2 separate regions of the Triticum aestivum genome follow, and region 1 is linked to region 2. A link is a contact called in public Hi-C data. All regions are on one chromosome and are shown on one strand. The core of a region is the stretch at or near the end of the contact, and the rest is flanking DNA. Distances in the headings are between cores, read along the strand shown.

What was found. Hi-C and Micro-C count contacts between places; a contact is called where the count stands out from the background.
Region 1: a Hi-C map of leaf shows a contact between it and region 2, with 3 times the contacts expected there. The contact joins the promoter of LOC123124756 here to the promoter of LOC123121415 in region 2. A contact is called at or near these places in 3 of 5 Hi-C or Micro-C datasets (all in leaf).

The regions. Positions count from the first base shown.
Region 1 is chr5D:313,291,228-313,297,866 of IWGSC CS RefSeq v2.1, reverse strand. It overlaps LOC123124756, which reads right to left and starts at 4,049. Exons shown (of 2, transcript XM_044545316.1): 1 at 3,262-4,049; 2 at 2,572-3,153. The coding sequence starts at 3,918. The coding sequence ends at 2,944.
Region 2 is chr5D:313,067,886-313,074,951 of IWGSC CS RefSeq v2.1, reverse strand. It overlaps LOC123121415 (U-box domain-containing protein 19), which reads right to left and starts at 4,487. Exons shown (of 1, transcript XM_044541380.1): 1 at 2,059-4,487. The coding sequence starts at 4,402. The coding sequence ends at 2,297. It overlaps TRNAK-CUU (transfer RNA lysine (anticodon CUU)), which reads right to left and starts at 1,596; the gene lies at 1,524-1,596.

The sequences.
Region 1 (6,639 bases), core at 2,800-5,299, 220 kb before region 2:
CTTTCCCTTTTTATCCTGTACAGTTCGCGGAACTTTATTCTTCTTTTTTAAAATTTAATTTCTTTTTTTCTGGAACTGTTTTGTTCAGTTTTTTCTCATTATTTTTCTTTTGGCTAAATTCATGAACTTTGTATTCAAATTAAATATTTTTCTAAAAAATCAATGAACTGTTTTCAACATCATGAACATTTTGAAAAAATTGATGAAAATTTTCAAATTCAACGACCTTTTTTTTCAAATTCAATGATTTTCTTTAATTCAATTAACTTTTTCAATATCGATGATTTTTTTTTCAAAACTGATGAACCTTTTTCGGAATGGATAAAATTTCTTTAAATTAGATGAACTTTTCTCCATGTTGATGAACGTTTTTCAAAATTCCTGAACTTTTTATCATTCGCAATTTTTTCTTTTTGGCGATTTTTTTCTTTTAATATGCTAAATGCGGTCGAGCCAACCAGAAAAAAAAAGAGCAATGTCTACATGGCCCGGACCATCGGCGTTGGCGCGTGGGCGCCTGAAGGGAGGTGTTGCTGGGCCGGCCCAGTAACCACGTGCAGTATCATGCTGATGTCAACCATGTTTTTTCGTTTTTCTTCACATTTTTTTTATTTTTGCATTATTTTTAGTATTTTTTATATGTCCAAATATTCTGACTATATTATATATAGGCTAAAAAACATAATTTACATAAAATTATGAAAATGTTAATCATGCATTTGATAATATTAAATGTGTATAAAACTATGTTAATCATGTGTATGAAAAATGTTTGTAACATATAAAAAATATCACGCGTTTCAAAATGTATGTGACATTTGAAAAATGTTTACACAATGTAAAGAAAGTTTGAGTAATTCAAACAATATATTTAATACATTCAATAAAATGTACGTTATATTTTTGAATAAACAAATCATGATTTTCATAAATATATCTCTGATATTTTCCTAAAAAGTGTTTACAATGTAAAAACGATGTTTGAGTAATATAAGAAAAAATATTTCATACCACTAAAAAATGTACATGGCATTTCAGAGAAAAATTCTAAAGATTCAAAAATATATTGGTGACATTTTAAAAATTGTTTGTACAAATTAAAAAATGTTTCCGTAGGTTAAAAGAATATGTATTTCAATTACGAAAGTTTATTTGACATTTTAGAAAAATATTCACATGCTTCAAAAATGTTTATGAATTTGTTTAAATGTACGGATAGTCTAGAAAATGTTAATTATTATTACAAAATGTGAAACGTGGATTTGGAAAATATTACCGTGTATTCAAAAAAGTGTTCAACACATGAATTTTAAAAAAAGTACATCATGTACATGAAAAATGCCAAAAAAATATTTCGCGTGTGCGCTAAAACTGTACATTGTGTACTGCAGAAAAAGTAGACACATATTAAAAAAGAAAACAAGTAAAACCGAAAAGAAACAAAGAGAAAAGCAAAGTAAAACCAAAAGTATACAAAGAAAACCGAGAAAGGAATTAAAGAAACGAAATTTCTTTTCTGAGCCTGTGGTCAGATGATCCTGTTATCTGGGCCATTCATTCGTCCCATGATTTGCGCCATAGTTAGTGTTATTTCTCGTATGACACAGACGTATTGGTGTAAATTTTAACCTGGGGCGGAGTACTTACTGCGGTAGGTGAGCTTTTTTTTAGGAAAAAGTCTTCATGGCTAGCTATTTTAAAATTAGATAACGCTTACATCATTTGCTAAATATTCAAGAATAAATATAGGAGGTGAGTCCAACCACAAGTTTGGTGGATCAACACGTCCATTAAGAGGATGAATAGGGCATGGGAGGCGGCAGGGCATTGTGTCCAAAGTGGGCCGGTCCCTCTCCCATGATCTACTCGTCCTCGCTGGAGACCGCACCTTCACTTACAGGTCTTGAACCCCGTTCATGGAGATGGCAGATGGAGGACGTGGTCGCCGATGTGGAATACAGCGGAAGTGGACGCCGACCGCCAGCGTAGGGTAGGTTTAGGGTTGGATCGCTTTTTTTGTTCTAAATGTTTGAAATGTAATGAAATCCGCCGTGTTAGCATGCATCTCGTCTGGTTTGTATGAAAATCCGCCATGTTTGCATTAATTTCCTCCGGTTAGTTGAGAAGTTGTTTTGAAATGTATGCGGGCAGCATTGGATGGCCACCTTGGGCATCGGTGTCCGCTAACTACCCCCTGTCCGCGCATGGATGTCGGAGCAAATTTGTGGATCATCGTTGGAGATGCCCTGAGCACTCTGCTTTTATTTAGGTGACTAAGCGATATGCTTTCCTCTAAAAGAAATACTAATCGCTTTCCTAGGTGAAAAAAGAATCAGTGTGATTTTTTTAAATAAAAACACCGAACTGATTAGCAAAAATGTTAGCACGGCAGGAGAAGGGTAAAATACATGTACTGTGACGAACGAGAATTGCAGCATCGTACTGCAATCGTGTGACTAACCATGTACTTAGGGACACGCAAAAGGATAAGAAAGAATCTAAAGAAAAACTCAGAGAACATGGTCTTTCTTGCAAAGATCTTATTATTGAGAAGATAAATAAACCCCAACTATCAGTCACCAATGTACCGAGAATCACAACATCAGTGAAGAGATTATTACTACAAAATTCAGCTGTGTAGAACACAATGTCAGTGTCACTGCACAGGTGCCCTACGAAACCAATTAAAATATCCTAGTAATAATGAAATTAAAAGGACGTGGTCTTTCTAAATCAATCGTGATTGCCTACACCTAATCCACCGATCAGTTATAGACAGGCGTCGTCGTCGTCAGGGGTCAGCAATACACGCGACGACGACAAGCGGCGGCGCGCGCATGCATGCAGCGGCGGCGTTCTCAAAAAAGGACGCCCACGCCGTGCACGGCCGCGCGCTCCGATGCGCGCGCGGCAGCCACGACCGGCGACTCCGCGCGCACCTGGCTACTTCTTCTCCGCGGCCAGCGACTCCGTGAACCGGGTGAGGTCCCTGTTCACCAGCGCGTTCGACCTGACGGCGGCGTCCTTGGCGATGGTGTCCACCAGCGCCCTCGGCACCAGGCACTTGCCCTCGGCGGCCAGCCGCTCCTGCATGCCGCCGCACACGAGCAGCGCGTGCATGTGCTCCTGCGCCATGGCCGGCACCTTCTCGTCCTGAAAAAGAAAACGAGAATTCTTAACACAATTGACACTGCATTGAACGAGAGGGATTGATCAACATTGATCAAGGTACGTTTGTAATGCCGTGGCCGTGTTAATTACCTCGATGTTGTTCAGGAGGGTGAGCATGCCGACCTGGGCCTGGAGGAGCTTCACGTGGCGCGCGGCCTCCTGCAGCATCTCGGCGGTGTTGAGCTTGTGGCCACCGGGGATGAGGCGCGACAGCTCCGCCGTCTTCTCGCTTATCCGCCTCCGGCGCTCCCTCGCCGCGGCGCTCTGCGACGACCCGTTGCCCGCGGCCTGCAGCTTCTTGGCGTCGGCTCCGCGCACGAACGGCGGGTACACCTGCGGCGGCGGAGGCGGGGGCGGGGGCAGTGGCAGCACGAACTCGGGGAGGAACTCCGGCACCTGCTGCGTGCAGGCATTGTCCCACTTCTGGGCGAGGCTTCCGTCCGCCGCCGTGAAGTCGAACCACGAGTCCTCCTCCAAGCCCGCCGCGCGCGGCTTCTTGGCGCAGCGCTGCTGGCCGCCGTCCTCGTCGTCCTCGTCGTCGTCGTAGGGCGGGATGTTGAGGAACTCGTCGAGGCCGGCGTTGACGGCGGGGTCGAGCGGGTCGTAGACGAAGCCCAGGAGCGCGTCGCCGACGTCGGGATGGACGTCCTGCAGGAAGCTGACGTCCCGGTCGGCGCCGTCATGGAAGCAGTGGAACAGCGGGCGCGCGGTGGGTGTCGGGCGGAAGCTGAGCGGGGCCATGGACATCGGGGCGTGGTTGCTTGCTATCTTTGCTAATGCTGCGCGCTGCTGGTGTCTCGCTGCAGAGCTCAACCGCCCTGGGACGGGGTCAAGCGAGGTGGAGGAGGTGGAGGTGGAGGCGGCGGCTCAACTTGAGTTTGCTGGGGTGGGTCTTAACACAGAGGCAAGCGCAGTGATTAGTGGTGGTCTTAACGATTGCTTCGCGCGGTAACCGCCCCTTGAAAGCCGGGGACGCCGGGGCGGCGCCACCCACTCGCTCCTCATTAACCGCCATGCCATTCTCTCCCGCGGTTATGGCTTTTTCATCTCATCCCTCCCTTTTTTTTTAATTCCACACAGTGCTGAGCGCCCCTATTTAACAAAAGAATTTTGTTTAGATGCTCAGGCATTGCATTTACAATGGCCAACATTATTACTGATTGATGCAATAATCACCTAATTAATTCTCGCTAATACACGCAGGCATTGCATGCTAGTATTGCTCAGTAATGGAGTCTGAACTGTGAATGTATATCGAGAATAAGGCGCAGGAATTACAGTCCGTATTCTATATTTAGTCGAGATGACCAACACTTTTTTTTCGGTGCAAAAATGTGTACGTGTCGGCACCTTTCCTGGAAAATGGAGGACTGGATTGCAAAGAAGAAGAGAATAGAGGAGCCAATCAGGCCGGTTACCGCGTAATATGCCACGTCGTTCTGTGGCTAAAAAAAGCTATTTTCCCTCCATTTTTCCTCTTCTATGTTCCAGTAATTGTTGTCTTGGATTCTCTTAAGCGGTTAAAACGTCCCACTAAATCGTAGTTCCTGCGGGTCCCACCCCTCCATCATTCTCTGTAACCGCCATCCCCCCGCCTCTCTCTCTCTCTCTCTCTCTCTCTCTCTCTCTCTCTCTCTCTCTGAGACGTGGCCACCCTGACGGAGGGGCTGAGAGCACGGGCGCCGCACCGTGATCCAAAACCAACTCCTGGTTCCTTCTTTCTCTTTTTTTAGCAATGGTTCCTTTTTTTTCATGTGAACAATAATCCTGGTGGGTTAGTACATCTGACATCTCATGTGGGCCGTAGCCCACTTGGGCTAGTAGGCCTAAGAACAAGATGCAGTCCTACTATGGACCAATATGGGCTCCCGAAGCGGACGGACAGATCCCAAAATCACGGGGAGCAACACCCCGGGTCATTCTCGAAAAAGAAAAACCAAAGCGGGTTACTTTAAAATAATAATAACCTAACCAAAGGGAATTCTAGAAACACCAGCGAACTATTTTCTGGTGCGGAGCACTCCAGTCTCCAGCGCCGCCCTGTGGCTTGTGTTGGGTGCTTCTTCCATTCAAAATGTTTCTTTTTTTTCTTCCATTTTTTTGTTATTGTTTTTTTGTTTTTTGGGATTTATTCTTTGTGTGAAGCATAGTTGTGCTTCCTGCGTGTAAGCCCAAATGTGCTTTCACAAGTTGTTCTTCTGTGCTTTCCTAAAAAGTTGAAGAAGAAATGTGCGTCTGTGTGAACTACAATTGTGCTTCCGTCATTTTTTTGTTTGTTTTTTTTGGTTTTATGTTTTCTCGATCTTTGGTTTTTTTGGATTTTCGTTTTTTCTCAGTTTTCTAACACTTTTCCTCCCGCTTTTTTGGGCATCTGCTTTTTGTTTTAGATTTTATTTTGTTTTCCGCGTATAAGATAGAGTAGTGCTTCTCGCGTGAAAGCCCGACTATCTTTCCACAAAAAGTGAAGCACAACGGTGCTTTCGCGTGAAGCACAAAAACTGTGTTTATGTTATTCCTCCCAAAAGTGAAGCACACATGTGCCTCTATGTTTACCCAAAAGTGAAGTAAAGGTGTTCTTCCGTGTGAAGCACACGCCTCACAAGTCAGTAGTTTTGTAACAGAAACACAAGTTAGTTTACTTGAGAGCACGGATCCTATATACCTAAGAGAGTCGTCTCCGCTAACTTATTTATCTCAATATGCAAGCATGTCACCTAATAATTATGAATGGGATAAGCCCCCTCAACATGCAATCATGCATGAAAAAGACCCACCATAACATTCAACCATGCATGGGAAAATATTTTCCATTCAGTTATTCTACCTATATTCAATAAATTTTGTTACAACTATACATAATCAGATATAATGAGTCATATGTACTTTTCATTTCGATTCTCCTGTTATCAACATAAAATTTCATCAACCAATTCTCGTAGCAATGGCGGGGTATCCTCTAGTTATTATAGTTTAGAAGCACAAGTTACTACTAGTTGGAAGCACAAATTTACCCAAAAAAGTTCATCCAAACCAATCAACATGGGATACAGTTTCAAAGATTTCAACATGAGAAACACAAGAGTAAAGCTGTTCATGATCTGGACTCGCAGTTTAAGAGATTAAATATTTGGAAACAAACAAATCTATAAAAAAGACACAAACAAAACCACCAATGCCTCTCGTATGCGGAGGAAAATCCCACCAAAACTCTCAGGTAGCAACAAATGTCACACATATAGCGCTCCATTGGTCGCCACCAGAGAAGATCGGAGTGACCTTTGCAAAGCATACCCCATAATTAGTGAAATTTACATTCATGAAAGCTTCAAGTTTGGAGAGGACCTCTACAAAGACTTCCTAATTGGCGCCAGCTAAGGTAAAGGGTGCTCATGCGCTAGAGTATTTGGGCCAGCCCGGTTGCTGTTTTTTAAAATCATTTAATTGGCGCCCATATCGCGTTGACCATTG
Region 2 (7,066 bases), core at 3,238-5,737:
TCAACATAATGAAGATCCTCAGCATGATGAGGACCCTCAGCCAAATGATGATCCTCAACCCAATGCTAATCCTCAACCTTCTCAAGCAAGAAGAAATGCACATACTAATGAGCCTATGAGAAGATCACAACGGAAAAAAAAGACCATCTCCAGCGATTATGTCACTTTCATGTGAGGATGAAAATGACACACGAAAGGTACAAGATCCGACCTCATAAGTGAAGACCCGTCCAAATGGTTGGTCGCAATGAAAGACAGATTGAAATCTATGAGCTTGAATGATGTTTGGGACTTAGTAGAAGTTCCTGATGGAGCCAAAAGGGTAGGCTGCAAGTGGGTCTACAAAACCAAATATGATTTCAAAGAAAATGGCGAAAGGTTCAAAGCGAGACTTGTAGCAAAAGGTTTTACGCAGAGAGAAGAGATCGATTATAAGGAGGCCTCCTCACCTGCATGAGCCAAAGATTTTTTCAGAATTATGATGGCACTTGTAGCTCATTATGATTTAGAGCTATATCAAATGGACGAGACACCACAGTGGAGCTTCGGGCATCATGAGGCGACGGGTACTGAGCGCGTGGCGCATGGCGACGGCGGCATGTTTCGTGCGGGGTGGACGTGGGTTTGCGTTCCATGCGTTCGGTATTGCACGGTCCAACGGCCAAGGGAGACCCGACCCACTGGTGTGCTAGATGACCTATCTGGTCGAGCCACGGCCAGCGCCTCTTTTTTATTCCTTTTTTTTCGCTTATCAGTTGCAAAGATGGCAAGATGTATTGTGAGTCGGGTCGGGTCTGGGGACAGCTGACTTGAGTGTCAGCTCGTGAGCTGCCAATGGTCACTTCTTTTCTGGAAGCAAGCTCCCAACTGCTCAACAGCCACTTGCTTCTGTTAAAAATGGGGCAGCCGCCTCGGATCGAGCAATCCACCGCAGAAGCAAGAAGGTACTTCCACCGTCCACGCCGTTTGTTATACGCATCCCGCTCGTGATCCCATCACGAGAGGCATAAACCTCTGTTGCTGCACTAAACAATCCATGTCATCTCCCCCTTGTAGCGATGCACTAGCACTAATCTAGTAGTCCCCGGCTGATTAACTACTCACGCTAATCAAAGCAACAAGCGAGCGATGCGGCCTTCACGTGAACCGTGATTGGCACACACACACCCGGTCAAGGGGCGCGCCCGCTGACAGCGCTCTGCTTGCACGCTGTACTCGCGTGGCTGCTCTGCTGTATAGCGCCGTTGGTTTGCATCAGAGATTAAACTATCGTTTGACTAGCTCGTCGTCTGCTTCTTCTATTTTTTGACAAAAAGCTCGTCGCTTGCTTACTACTCAAACCATCTGCTCAGCTGTAACGATACTGTAAATATCGTTGTAGTAGAATGATTAGTCCGCAGAAATGGGGCATCGTTCCGGCGATGTGCACAGAGGACTGGTTCCATTGTAAAAAAAAAACAGAAACTACGAATGAAAAGGGAAGTAGAAAACAGGAGACGAGCCAGTAGGGAAAAAACGACCAGCGTCCACCGTGGGGCTCGAACCCACGCCCACAAGGTTAAGAGCCTTGCGCTCTATCAACTGAGCTAGACGGGCTGGATGTGCAAAATGGAATTTCTTGTTCTCTAATATTATAATTGCCTTCACTCTCTTGCTCAGGCCCACTACGGAGTAGAGTTCTTTAAATCGGACAATGAGTCCATACTTCATTTCGCCACAAACTATTTAGATTCGCACGAAAGTCATAGCTACTACAGGGAAGACCTTTTTTGTGGAAAAGAAACATACAAAGAACTTTTTGTGTGCTTGACCTGTTCCAATCAGAACGACTGCTGGGGTGTGAACTGTGAAGGCCGAAAAGACACGGCAACTGGATCAGCTCATAATCAAAACCTCTACCAAACTATTCTGTAACTGTAATACTGTAATCATGTAAGTACAGTCAAGGTTTTCATTTTCGAGCGAGAAAATTTCAGTCGCCACCAAATCTTTGTTCCCACAACTATCTTCTTCCATTATGCACTCAAATCATCAGAGTGAACACACAATCCAATTCGACACAGATATGTACAACAAAGGTGTTACAAACTGCAACTCTAATCTGTATAGCAATAGCGGCGTAGTATAACACAAGGAATGGCGGGGAGGAACAAAATTCAATCTCAGCTCTTCTAAAACTCGAGCTGAGAATGAGATCGAGAGCAAAAATGGTCACGTATCCATCACGCTGTACGATGTACTGTGCTTACTTAGGACTAGCTAGCTAGGAGAAGGGGACGCCTCGTCGCGCGCGGCGCTATAGCACGAGCCGAACGAAACGGTCACCGGCGTCCGGTGTAGGCACCGGCAGCGGCACCGGCGATGATGACGGCCTGGCCAGCTCGTAATGCCGGTGGATCATGCTGATCAGCGACCGCGCCTTCTTGCAAGTCGCCGGGCTGCCGTCGGCGACGAGCGAGTGCAGCGACCCCATCAGCCCCGGCATCCGGCCCAGCAGGGCGACCACCTTCTCGCCGCCGTGCTGGCACAGCAAGACAAGCAGCCCCACGCAGTGGTCCTTCCCGGAACGAGAGGAAGACGCGGCGAGGAACTCGACGAGGCGGGCGACTAGGCCCGCCCGCGCGAGCACGGCCTGTGCGCCCGCCGGCTGCTCGGCGATCCTCGCCAGCAGCGAGACGGTGTCGCAGGCGAGGTCGCCGTCGCGGTCGCTGGAAAGGAGGCCAGCAAGCACCACCACGGCGCCGGCGGCAACGGCTTTGGCGTGGTTGCTCGGGGATTGGAGCAGACCGTAGAGGCTGACCATGGCGTTCTTCCGGCCGCGGTGCGCGCCGTCCTTGATGAGCCGCACTAGCGTCGGTATGGCCTCCGGGAAGCGGCCGATCTCCTCGGCGTACTCGGCGTTCGACGAGAGGTAGAACAGAATGGCCACGGCGTTCTGCTGCGTCTCGGCCTTGGCGCCGACGTTGACGATGTCGACCACGAGGCCGATGCCTCCGGCCTCCACGAGCGCCGTCCGGCCACCGGGGTGCTTGGAGAGGTTGAGTAGGGACGCCACGGCATTGTCCTGCACGGACGTGTCCATGCAGGAGAGGAGGCACAGCAACCACGGTACGGCATTGGCCTCCACGAAGAGCGCTCGGTAGAACACGCTGTGCTTGGAGAGCTTGCGGGCCTCGGACGTCGCCTTCCTACGCTCCTCCGTCGACCCCGTCGAGAACTGCGCCACGATGTAGCTAACGGCGAGCCGCGCGGCGCCGGTGGCTGACGGACTGAATGTAGCGGCTGAGCCGTCAGCGTCGCCGTGGTGGTGCCTGGAGCTCGTCTCGGGAAGCGAGACGCCGTTGCTGAGCAGCATCCGCTCGATGATCCCGCACAGCGCGGCGTTCGGCACGAGGTCGGCGGTGCGGAGCTTCTCTCCGGTGACTGGGCACGTGCGGCACCCGGCCTTCATCCACCGTGTGATGGACGCGCGGTCGTATGTCTGGCCGGTGGACACGGTCACCGGGTCGATCATGAGTTCCAGTGTGATCGGGCACTGGAGCGCCTCCGGTCTGATCCACTCTGGGCACGTCGCCGGTCGCACCGCCGTCGCATCCGACTGCTTCGAGTCAATGTGATCGAACAGCACCACGCGGCAGTACACCAGGAACGCCATCAAATTGTTGATGAGGACCACCTCGCTGCTGTTCTCGTCGCCGGCGTCGAACCGCACGGAGAGCTCGCCATCTAGGAAAGCGATCTCCTCGGAGCACTGGAACCAGCTTTCGACCCTGATCCGGCGGAGCACCCGCATCACATCATCTGCCTCCGGCGCGACGCCCCTCTTAAAGGTATCCATGATAGACCGTATGCTCCGCACTGCTAGTTTGTCGCCGGCGTCAGGCCGCACCACCGCGCGCCACGCCTGATCCGATACCAGCCGCCCGAGCTCCCCCGACTCGACGGATGCACCGACGATGCTCGTCGGTAGCACATCCATGGCCGCCGCGACGGATCCCAGACACAACCTGAGCTCAGACGCTATGAGTTCAGTGTTCACGAGCATCCACAGGCGGCCCCCTCGACGCGCGCAGTCCGTGAGCAGGAACCTCATCTTCTGCATGGCGACGTGCAGCTCCGTGAGACCGACCACGGCGGAGTGCGACAGCGTCGCTGTCGCGTCCTGGATCTCCTCGAGAAAGGCGAGCAGGAGGCCGGCGAGGCGCACTGCTTGGTGCGTGCCACGGCGGAGCACGGGGAAGGCGCTGGCGTCGCCGGCCCTGCGGCTCGCCACATCGGCCGTGAGCGAGACGAGGGAGGCGAGGAGCGGCTCCGGCGCGATGCCCTCGCACGGGCAGACCGCGGGAAGAGCAAGCGGCCGCCGGCGCTTTGGTTGGCTCCGTGGTGGCGTCGGCGCCGGCATCGTAGATCGACCGACCGGTAGTGGTGCGCTTGGATTAAGGGAAGTAGTGTGGAAGTAAGCTCAAGAGAGATTAAGAGGTGGGCTGTAATTCGTAGTGAGAGGATACCGAGAGCCGCATACTTATAGAGGAGCGTGAACACGTGTTACCAGACAGGGAGCACTCGCCTGGGATGCCGACGCGTGGCAGGATCGACACGTGGAGCCCGACGACACCAGTGGATAGGAACGCGAGAAAGCGAGATGAGAAGCGGCATGGCAGCTTCTTCGTCTGTAGCTCCATGATGATGATGATGCACCTATATCACTATTATATTGGACTTTCTTATTACGCATTTGGGCTATGGCTTTGATGCATGCATGTCCGGATGGATAGATTGCCGACGGGGCTGGCGAGTGAGACGAGGGCATGTGTGGTGCGGTACGTGAGCACGTACATGGGATGCAAATCTTTAGGTTCAGACGAGCAAAAGTAAGATGGATTCCTTGTACTTGTTTACAAGTAAGTAACCTAGCTTGGTGAACGAAGAAGAGTTGAAACTTAGAAGCAAACCCTCTTCATCGGGGTGGGCGGCTTTGGTCGGCCGGGCAACCTCATTTGGTCTACGCAACTGACGCATGCAGCAGAAGAAGGAAGATGGTACAGTCGTGCTCGTTTCGCCATGGTCATGGAGATCGTAAGCTCTAGCTGCGCTCGGGTAGACGTACGTACGGCCTGGCCCACCAGACCGCTCCATGCACACCTGGCATATTAGTATGTCGCGTGCGACGCATTGCAGTCTTCGACCCGCCAGCCGCCAAGGGGATATACTTTGGGCGATTGCTGGGCCCACCTGGCCGACATAGAAGCCGCGAGGCAGCTCGCCGCCGAACACCGAGCAGCGACCGCACGCTCATCCCCTGGCCTCCGCCAAGGCTTGGAGATTCGCGCGTGCGCTCTACTCCGTCGCCTACTGAACGGGAAGGAGGCGCGTAAGTAAGTTGTTGATCGGTAGTAATCCGCTATTTGGCGACGTGGACACGAGTTGATTAGTTTATTTGGTAACCTGGCGTGGAAGATCCGCCTACGTGTCGGCCGTGGGGACACGCGTTGAGTCTTGATTGTGCCAAACTTTGTGCCGCAACTAGATACGTACGTCCAGGAGGCTGCGGACTTGCAGTGCAGCAGCCATTAACAGCGGTCCCACACGGCAGCATGATTGATTTTGTCAAGATCCTTGGGATCGGCCCGTGGAAGCGGTCAAGCGCAGAGGAGGGAGTGCGTCCCTGTCAGACGTGGCGAAGGGGACAGGATACCGTTTGGCGCCTCACTGATCCACAACTGCGTATACTATCTCTACTTCTATGAAAATCTGAATTGGTAATAATGATGTGCCTGCCATTTTGCGTTTCGGATCGTCGGATCTGCATCCGACGCACAACACAAAGCAATCTGTGCAATTTTACAGAAAGACGCCCGCTTCACTTCACACATTTGCAGATAGCCCCTCCAAGTCCCATCTCTCCCGTTCAGCACTGGCGCCCCCAACTCATCAAAATCCATCTGAAAAAGAAGGCGCTGGAAGAACCACCGATCTCGCTCGATGTCACTGGAATCGATCTCGCTCGATGGCAGTTGTCGGCGCCATCCACCCCCAAGCCTCTCACGCCTGCTCTCATCAGCCCCAGCGCTCACCACCACCGCAAAATCCCGTCCTCCCCGCCATCTCCTCCGCCCCCTTTTGCCCGTCTCCTCTGGCGCCGAGCTCGGCAAACACATACGCCGCCGACGCCGCCCGTCCGCCGACTCGTCATCCTCTTGTGCCGCAGCACAACCGCCCAGCATCTCCACCACGACGCCCTCTTCCGCGTCATCCCCTACACCCCCTCCCCCATCTCCTGCGGTTCCAATGCCCGGAAGTGCGCCGCTGCCGCCGCCGTACCCTGACGCCTCTCTTGCTTCCTCCCTTTCTTGTTGCAGTAGCCCCACCACGCACCGGCACCACATCATCCTCCTCATCGCCATCTCTTCCGCCCGCTCCCCGTATCCTCCGCCGTCAACCTTCAAAGTACGCCGCTGGCTGCACCGCCACCTACTGCTGCCCGCCGGAGGATTTCGGCTGGTGGCGAACTACTCGTTCCCGGCAGTGCCGGTGCCAACTACCTCAAGCCACTGTGTTTGTTCCCAAATCCCAACCACGTTCATCCCTCCATAAGTTTTGTGTTTCTCTGTCAGACCCAAAGAAGTTTGTCATTGTTTTGGAGCAGAGATGTGTGATTTGTGCAGCTATGTGATTGAAACCATTGCCTCTCCTAAATATGTTTAAAAACTAATTGGTTGTGGATCTGCGAAGTACCTCGAGAACTGCAGATTTATCCTTGGGGAAATTACTGAGAACCATCCCCTCGGGTTGTTACTAGATTTTTTATTCAATATTCAGATTTTTTTCCATTGTGATCTGTGTCAGATTTATTGCTCAAGGAAAATGGAGCAGTGTAATCAAGCATTGCTAAACAGAATTACTGTACACACGACAGTTGTTGGCCGAACTCTGGACGATTGAAGAATTGAATGGTGTTGTTTACCTTTGCTCTACGCATCGATGGCTTGATGCGCTGCATCATCTGAAGATCGTCCAGAACCCGTCGGCTGTGTAGTAGCGCTCTTGCTAAATGTCTTCTAAGTGG